2 separate regions of the Mus musculus genome follow, and region 2 is linked to region 1. The links are chromatin contacts, called in public Hi-C maps. All regions are on one chromosome and are shown on one strand. Each heading gives the region's core, a stretch centred on a gene start, on an enhancer-like site or on the middle of the called end of the contact. The rest is flanking DNA. Distances are from core to core; before and after follow the strand shown. Region 1 overlaps Acoxl (acyl-Coenzyme A oxidase-like). Region 2 overlaps Gm36154 (a long non-coding RNA gene).

Region 1 (4,168 bases), core at 896-3,395:
TGCTCTGCAAACAGCAAGCTGTGACACACCAGCAGGTCCTGAAGTCCAGGTAATGCATGGTGGTCTGCTTTTCTTAAAATGAAAGGAAATTACCAGAACACATCAGGATGGGAAGGCCAGTGTTATTACATGAAAATTTCTATTTTTTTTCCACTTTTCATGTATGTATATATGTATGGAATTTCTGGATTATAATGAAAATTCTATTGTGTGTGTGTGGGGGGGGGTCATGATCAAGAGAACTTGAAAGCCACTGGTCTAGAAACTATTAGGCCTTGGTTTTGATTGCTGATAGAAGAAGAAATATGTATAACCTTTGTTCACAGTGTCAGTATTATTTAAATATGTATTCCCCCAAAAGCAGAATATGCACACAAATTAGCACCAAAGTTAGGTATTAGAATATTTTTATAATAGATTGTTATATAACTGAAGGTTGGCATTTTAGTTAGTATTTCCATTGCTGCGAAGGGACCAACATGACCAAGACAACTCTGATAATGGACAACATTTACTTGGGGCTGGCTTACAGTTTCAGAGGTTCAGTCCATTTTCACCATGGCAGGAATCAGGCAAACATGGTGCTGGAGCAAGAGCTGAGAATTCTGCATCTGGATCTGAAGGCCCCGAGGAGAAGACTAGCTCTTCTACATGGGGCAGAGCTTGAGCTGTAGGAGCCCTCAAAGCCCGCCTCCACAGTGACATACTTCCTCTGACATGGACACACCTCCTAATAGTAGCACTTCCCATGGGCCAAACATCTTCAAACCACCATAGTTGGTTAGTTAAATTATGTTACACATACATCATAAATGTTACCAGACACTAACACTGCTGCATACGTGAAATCTGAAGTATTGTCCTTACTGCCTCAGGGGCAAGAACTTATAAAACTTTAAACACACCAGTGCATAGAAAGAATGTGGCTTAGAAACGTGTCATTGCTTAGAAGCACAGGTGTAGCATCTATTTCCTTCCTTCTCTGTGCTTTTCTTATTTTCAAAAAACATCTACAGTGGGTATATACAGAAAGGATGCATTGCTTTTGCAATTGGGAAAAGAAACATAATGCATGTGGTTTTAAAATTGCTTCACTGAAGGGGGTGGGGATCCATCCCATATACAGTCACCAAACCCATACCCCTATAGTGGATACCAACAAGTGCTTGCTGTCAGGAGCCTGATATAGCTGTCTCCTGAGAGGCTCCACCAGTGCCTGACAAATATAGAGATGGATGCTCTCAGCCAACCATTGGATTGAGCACAGGGTCCCCAATGGTGGAGCTAGAGAAAGGAACCAAGGAGCTGAAGGGGTTTTCCCCATAGGAAGAACAACAATATGAACCAATCAGATTCCCCCAGAGCTCCCAGGGACCAAACCACCAACCAAAGAGAACACATGAAGGGACCTATGGCTCTAGCCGCATATGTAGCAGAGGATGGCCTGTGGAGCATCAATGGGAGAAGAGACCCTTGGTCCTGTGCCAGCTCAATGCCCCAGTGTAGGGGAATGCCAGGATCAGGAAGTGGGAGTGGGTGGGTTGGTGAGCAGGGGGAGGGGGAGGAAAGGATAAGGGTTTTTTGGAGGGGAAACAAGGAAATGGGATAACATTTGAAATGTAAATAAAGAAAAAATATATAAAAAAAATTGTTGGGGCTGGTGAGATGGCTCAGCGTGTAAAAGCACCCAACTGCTCTTCTGAAGGTCCTGAGTTCAAATCCCAGCAACCACATGGTGGCTCACAACCATCCATAAGGAGATCTGACTCCCTCTTCTGGAATGTCTGAAGACAGCTACAGTGTACCTACATATAATAAATAAATAAATCTTTAAAAAAAATTGTTTCACTGAGGAAATAACATGCCCTCCCTAGATAACACTCATGCTGAGTACTAGTGCCAGACATGAAAGCCAGAAGTTAAGAGGAGTGCCTCAAAGGTTAGGAGGATTGCTGGTGATAAGAGAGAAGCAGCAAAGATTATTGCCAGAACGGTTCCTATCTTAGCACACTATGTAATTTTTCAAGTTTCCTGCTCCCATACTAGACATGACATCACATTTGTCATCCCCTCAAAGGAGCTGCCAGTGGGGCACTCGTGCTTTGGATATGACTGACATACGGCCAAGGCTGGCAACTTCTCCATAAAAAGTCATGATGACTCAGTCAGTAAATGTCTGCTGTCCAAGCATGAGAACCTAACTTTAGATCCCCATCACCCATGCAGAAAGCTGCGGGTGGTGAATGCCCCTGTGATTCCAGCCCTGGAGAGGCAAGTAGATTTCTGGAGTTTACTGACCAGCCTGTCTACCAAATCAGTGATCTCCATATTCAGAGAAAGACCTAGTCTCCAGAAATAAGGTGGGACAAACGTGGGTGGCAGGACATAGAGAAATGAAGCTGGAACTTAACTGGAAGCCCCCTTTCTCCTGGCTAGCATGCCTCCTGCTGGCTAGAAGGTGCTAGAAGCTGCCAGAGGAGAAAAGTTGAAGCCATAATTCCAACCCGCCATGCCAAGTGCAATCCCTGGAACAATAGGGGCATGACTGTTACAGGAGTAAATGACAGATACCTGAATAGACTTAAGGCCAAAGAAGAGAATTCATGATTGGTACTTTAAACCTGTTTAGAAAGTCATGGCTAGAAGGTCATAGGCCCTGGGGTGGGGACGGGAGGACTCACTGCTGCTGTTTTCATAAGTTGACATCACATAATACTATCTTCTAAATATTTACATTTATATGCATAGATATATACCACCCTAAGCCTGGATCAGAGAAGCTTCTCTTTGCAGTGAAAGAGATACATGGCTGTTCTAGCTATGACTGATGAGCATGCAGCCCTAAATATTTATATCATGTATCCAGGCTCAGGGATTATCCAGAAGAGGTGGGAGAAAGAGTATAAGAGCCAAATGTTGGAGAGAAGAGCTACAAAACACTGTTTTCTGAGTGTGACAGAGAATTCATGAACGCACCGCAGCAGAGATCCCCTGCACTGGGCCTGAACAAAGCTGGGTTTTTTAGCAGTCATCCATGGATGGGAAGGACTCAGAGGGTCTCCCCCTCCCTGGGGAAACTATTGGCTGTTGATGGGTGTTGGGGAAGAAGAAATCATGGCCTTCAGTTGTATACCTTCTGGGCTCTAAAGGATAGTTCTGCAACCACAGTTTTACAGGTAGCCTTGCTTAAACTCAGTGGGTCACAAAACAAAACAAAAGATACAAAGGTAGAAAAGGGGTTTGTAGGAAAGAGGCAGAATGGACAGTAATGGACGGGAGACAGAAGACAGCAAGGGTAAGAATAATTAGATGTATCATAGCCATCAAAAGTGTCAAAAGGAAATTTAACTCATTAACAAAAGGTGATTGAGGAAGGCAGCCAACATCAACCACTGGCTTCTACATGCACACACACGAACAAGCACACACACTCCAAAATCCTTTAATTGTCTGAAGTAAAATAACGCACAGAAAGGTGAAAGGGGACAAGTTTTATGAATCAATCTCAAGTTCTAAGAATGAGAGAAAATAGATACACAGGACACCCACTCACTCCCCTCAGTCCATTAGTCCATCTGTCCACCTGTCTATCAAGTGGTCACTGCTTAGTCCTTAGCCACTTTGCATGCTGCACACCCTAGTCAGCCTTAGGACAGAGGGACCTAGTGAAGAACTCAGCCCCAGCTCTAGCTGCCACTCAGTCCAGTCTCCGCTTCTCCTTTGCAAAAGAGCATTCATGAAAACCTTTCATGAGAATAGCAGACACTGTGGAGGGTCTGCTGCATTCCTAGCCGTGTGCTGAGGCTCTGTCTCTGTGGATACAATCCCAGGCACATGTGGGTACCTGGGAGAGCCTACCACAGACAGTTCTGCACAGCACTGATTCATCCTTCTCTCCAGTCTAAGTCCAGTTTTTCCTCATCGATTCTGTCCTCCTATGCTCCCTCATTTAGACTCATGCCTTTTCTGGTGTCCTTGGTTGTGCCACACCCCACCTTCACCCCGTGTGCAGGTGGCAATGCCTCTGATACAATAAGAAGTACACACTTAGCATGCTTTTCCCCCTGGTCCTGGCACAGAGTTCTTAGAGTAATGAGACAAGTGGATATTGGGTCTCTACCTCCAGCACATGTCTCCTAAAACCTGTGATTTCCTGAACAGTGGGGTG
Region 2 (4,168 bases), core at 1,659-4,158, 460 kb before region 1:
GAAGAGTTTCATTATCGGATGCTTTAGAATGTGATTCTCGACCTGTGGGTCGTGACCCCTGAGAAAGGGGTCACCTAAGACCATTGGGAAACACAGATATTTATAGTTCAGTTACGAAGTAACAACAAAAATAATGTTATGGCTGGGGGTCACCATACACGAAGAACCGCATTAAAGGGTCACAGCATCAGGAAGGTTGAGAACCACTGGTTTAGAGCCAGTTGTCAAACAACCAACAACAATAACAAAAAGCACAGAAAACATCTGATCATGGAAGCTGCATTATGTCACAGTGTGTCCCACAGGATATCCCTCTGCCACACGTCTTCACTTGTAAATGTTCGTTACAACGAGTCATTGCTCTGGTTCGAGATCTTTGGCTTCTGTGACACCATCAATATTGGATCCTCATTGGGACTCCTCCTGGTTATCCTGTTGTTGTCTTGTGTCATGGAGATCTGTATCAGCAGGACTGGCCCTTTCATGTGTTCCAACCATTTGCAGAGTCCTGGATCTGGGCCTGGGTGGTCGGGCACTGAACTGGTCAGTCTGCCATCTCTTTTATCCACACCACTAGGGCAAGGTCTTCAGCACTGCCCAAACTAGGCAGCCTAACACAGCCATCGGCAGGAGGCAGGGTCAGCATTTCTCATCTCATGCCTTCCTACTGGCTCACTTGCACCTATGCCTCCAGGGCCAGCTCTACTCTCAAGGCACAGGGCCCTCTTCTCCAAGTGCTGCAAGAGGCTGGACCAGCTCTCCTGCTCTCACACCCTTGGGGCTGGCTTGCCTGTGCCTTTTCCATCCGGGTCAGATCCAATGTGTTGCCCAGTCAATATATATAGTCAATGGCTACAGCCATTATAGGGGCAAGGGTAGCTCTCCCACTCTCATGTCCTCGGTGCTAACTCAGGTGGTGAGGGGTGACTTGGGGTGGGCATCACCCTTGAACCCACACCACCTCAGGGCAGACAAATGAAGGGCCAGCTCTTCTGTGCTCTCACCCTCTGGCTTATCTCCATCCCCTCCACCATGGCCAGCTCTACCATGTTGCCCAAGGGAGATGCAGGGCCCGCTCTCCCAAGTCCTGCAGCTGGTGAGGGACAGGGCCAGCTCACCCAGTCTCATGACCCCAGGGCCAGGTCTCTGAACTGCGGCAAGTGACGAGGGATTCATTTTGTTTTGTTTTTACATTAGTTTGGCATGGTATCTACAATTGGTAGGTTCATGCCTGGTTGGATGCTTCATCATTCTCTCTACCAAGCTCTTCTCTGGAGAGAATCACAGTCTATGTGTATCTCAGTAGCTTGAAGATTAGGGGAAGCTCCCTGGGTCTGGTCATATGTGTGACTGAGCCCATAGGTCTCTGAAGAATTCTCTGTGGACAAGATGGCCCTGTCCACCCTGCCCATGGGCCAAACAGGGTACCTTGGCAGAATATTTAAAGCTGAGATCCAACCTGTACTCAATTCCAGTATTTACCTGCATTTGCAACCATGACGTTGTGTAAGAGGAGCACTGGCCTTGTCTGCTTGCAGGCCTCAGGTGACTCTAGACTGACAAGGGTCGGCTCTATCTCCTGGATCAGGAGAACAAGAGAGCCGAGAATAAGACAAAAGACACTCAACCCGCCTCTCTTAGTGCTGTGAGTGCAGATGACCCCTGGAGTTGAAGGCAGGCTACTAATCAATTCCCAGCATTCACTAAGACACTCTATTTGGCCCAAGGGCAGACTGGACAGGACCATCTGGGTAGACCTGGCTGCCTGTTCATGATGTTGTTGGCAACTGTTTGGAATTCGTTTTGTAGGTAAGTGGAACAATGTAGTTATCACAGGAGCTGGGGGTCTATCTTTATAAAAGAACTCTGCAGCAGAACCTCTTTGTACAATGAGGAGCCATCTTTCCTAAACAGACAGCTACCCTGATAGAACTGTATATGTATCATTTCTATATGAACAAACACATCACCTGGAGAGACACCCACATCCACACAAGTACACCTTAGCTTAGCAGTGGATTCATGCATGTAGAACAATCCATCAAGGTTGCTCTAGGCTGCCCTTGCAGAAATACTGGTTCCTCTAATCTTAACCTCTCTTGAGGCCTCTGCTTTCCGCAAGGGAGCAAAAGAAGAGATGGATAACCTGGCCTGCTTCTCTGCAGCCTTCCCCACAACACTTCTCATCCCCAACAAGTGGACCCAAGGCCACAGCACGCTATAGGGGGCCTGGGCTGCACAGTTTTTTTTTTAAGATTTATTTACTTATTATATGTAAGGACACTGTAGCTGTCTTCAGACACTCCAGAAGAAGGAGTCAGATCTCATTACAGATGGTTGTGAGCCACCATGTGGTTGCTTGGATTTGAACTCGGGACCTTCGGAAGAGCAGTCGGGTGCTCTTACCCACTGAACCATCTCACTGGGCTGCACAGTTTTGACTGTGATTCCATATCATGAAGATGGCATGCTACATTTTGGGCAACAGGTCCTCCCGCCCCCTCCCGACATCATGTGTTCTTCTGCATGGATTTGAAAGCAAATCTCCGCTGAGATGTCCAAACTTGTGTGTGGAAGTTCAAATGACTGATTGTATCTTCGGCTTAGAGAATGGATGGGGGTGGGGGCTGGGGGAATTTATTCACATTTTGCCAGGTGTAGGAAGGAGAAATGACAGTCCTCAGGGGCTTCCTGTGCTGGGTACAGTGGGGTTGATTTTACTCTTAGAAAACCAAGCCAGAAAGACATTAAGTGCACAGAGGCAGCTTTGTGGCCTGTTATCCAGAGAGACAGGATCAGGCCAAGGATGGCGTGGCCTCCACTAGCCACCTGCTCATCTCTCTGACCAGTTCCGGAATCTGAGGGTTCTAAAGCTTTTACAGATCTGGGCTGAGGCCGGAACCGCCTCTGAGCATTTTGTAATTTCCCTCAATTTCACAACTTCCCTGGTAAGTGTTCCTTCTCCAAACTCAGATATACCAAGTTCTTAGAAAATGAAGAATAGATGACTGAGCCCCTCCCGCCACCTTTGTCCTGAGTTCAACTGCCATGTTCAAAGGCTGGAAGGGTCTGGTGTGGAAGGAAGAACTCAGCCCTGAGTTCCCACAAACTGAGGATCTTTTCTTAGATCCTCCCCTACGTAGTTTCTGAACTTGAACAAGTATTACAGGCCCACCTATACATGGGGCAGAATGTATTGCCAAGATGCTGTGTGGGCTCCAGATCTGGGCCTAGGGTTTTTCTCACTGGTGGCCAGTGATGGCTGCCGAGGAGCTCACTTGAGGTGTTTAGGAACCATCATTAAAAATAAGGCTAGAAAAAAAAAATTTTTTTAATTAAATTAAATTAAAGTTACAACCAGCTCTAAATGTTTTGAGTCTGAAGGCTTGACCCAAGGTCTTGCCATCTCATTTCAAAGCCTTCTCTGGGGCCCTTGAGTTGCTCACTGCTTAAGCATTGTGTCTGACTCTCCTCCGCTGCTGAACTCATCCGGTGACTGACAGCTCTACAAGCCTCATACTAAAACCTCACCTCCTCCTTTAACTGCCAAACCTCTTTTACTGCAGACTTTAGAGTAGAAGCCACTCTGTTCTCTGTGTTGTTTTGTCACATCGGTGCCAAATCTTTGAAAGCTTTAAAGGCCTGGACAGAATTCTGGGATCTGCCTCTGGGTTCACACACACAAATTCTGCCAAGGCCAAGGATCTTGGCAGGAAGGAATCCCTCTCGTCTCTGGGCTTGTTCATGATCGATTATGTATGCCACGGCCTTGCTTGTCACATTTTACATGCCTCTGAGGCCTCAGTGGGTCCTCCATGAACTAACCCTCTTATCCCCACCGCAACACACAATAACTCACAGTTAGAGGGTCCAGATGGGAGGAGCGGGGCGAGCTGGGGACCATGAAGAACACTATTGACAGGACAGAGACTGGTGCCCCACACCAGCTGGTCCCACTTGGAATACTTTTTTCTACTCTGCTGTAGCTACTCACATAAAACGAATGGATTTGCTCTTACCCCCAAGTTCTCTAGGTGGGTTTTAGCTGCAGAGATGGAAATTTACACTCTCCGAGGGAGAGAAACTGTGAGATTGTAAAATGTCATTGCAGTGTTGGGTCCCGAGGTCAACCGTGTTCATTCACTGCAGTCGTGGGAACATTCTCACT

Evidence for each region. Hi-C and Micro-C count contacts between places; a contact is called where the count stands out from the background.
Region 2: a Hi-C map of bone marrow-derived macrophages shows a contact between it and region 1, with 26 read pairs. The contact joins two enhancer-like sites. A contact is called at or near these places in 1 of 484 Hi-C or Micro-C datasets (bone marrow-derived macrophages) and 1 of 115 datasets of contacts at active chromatin or transcription factors (bone marrow-derived macrophages).

Annotation. Positions count from the first base shown.
Region 1 is chr2:127,981,443-127,985,610 of GRCm38.p6, reverse strand. All of the region lies in intron 11 of Acoxl (acyl-Coenzyme A oxidase-like), which reads right to left. Among named protein-coding and RNA genes, the nearest start is that of Acoxl, 130 kb to the right of the region's middle. Within about 2 kb of position 2,145, at least 2 of the 459 cell types and tissues checked have an H3K27ac peak or open chromatin away from gene starts, as enhancers often do. A contact at or near this core is called in bone marrow-derived macrophages, where this site is marked.
Region 2 is chr2:128,444,356-128,448,523 of GRCm38.p6, reverse strand. The region is part of intron 1 of Gm36154 (a long non-coding RNA gene); the gene reads left to right. The region is part of intron 3 of Gm29010 (a long non-coding RNA gene); the gene reads right to left. Among named protein-coding and RNA genes, the nearest start is that of Gm29010, 13 kb to the right of the region's middle. Within about 2 kb of position 2,908, at least 53 of the 459 cell types and tissues checked have an H3K27ac peak or open chromatin away from gene starts, as enhancers often do. A contact at or near this core is called in bone marrow-derived macrophages, where this site is marked.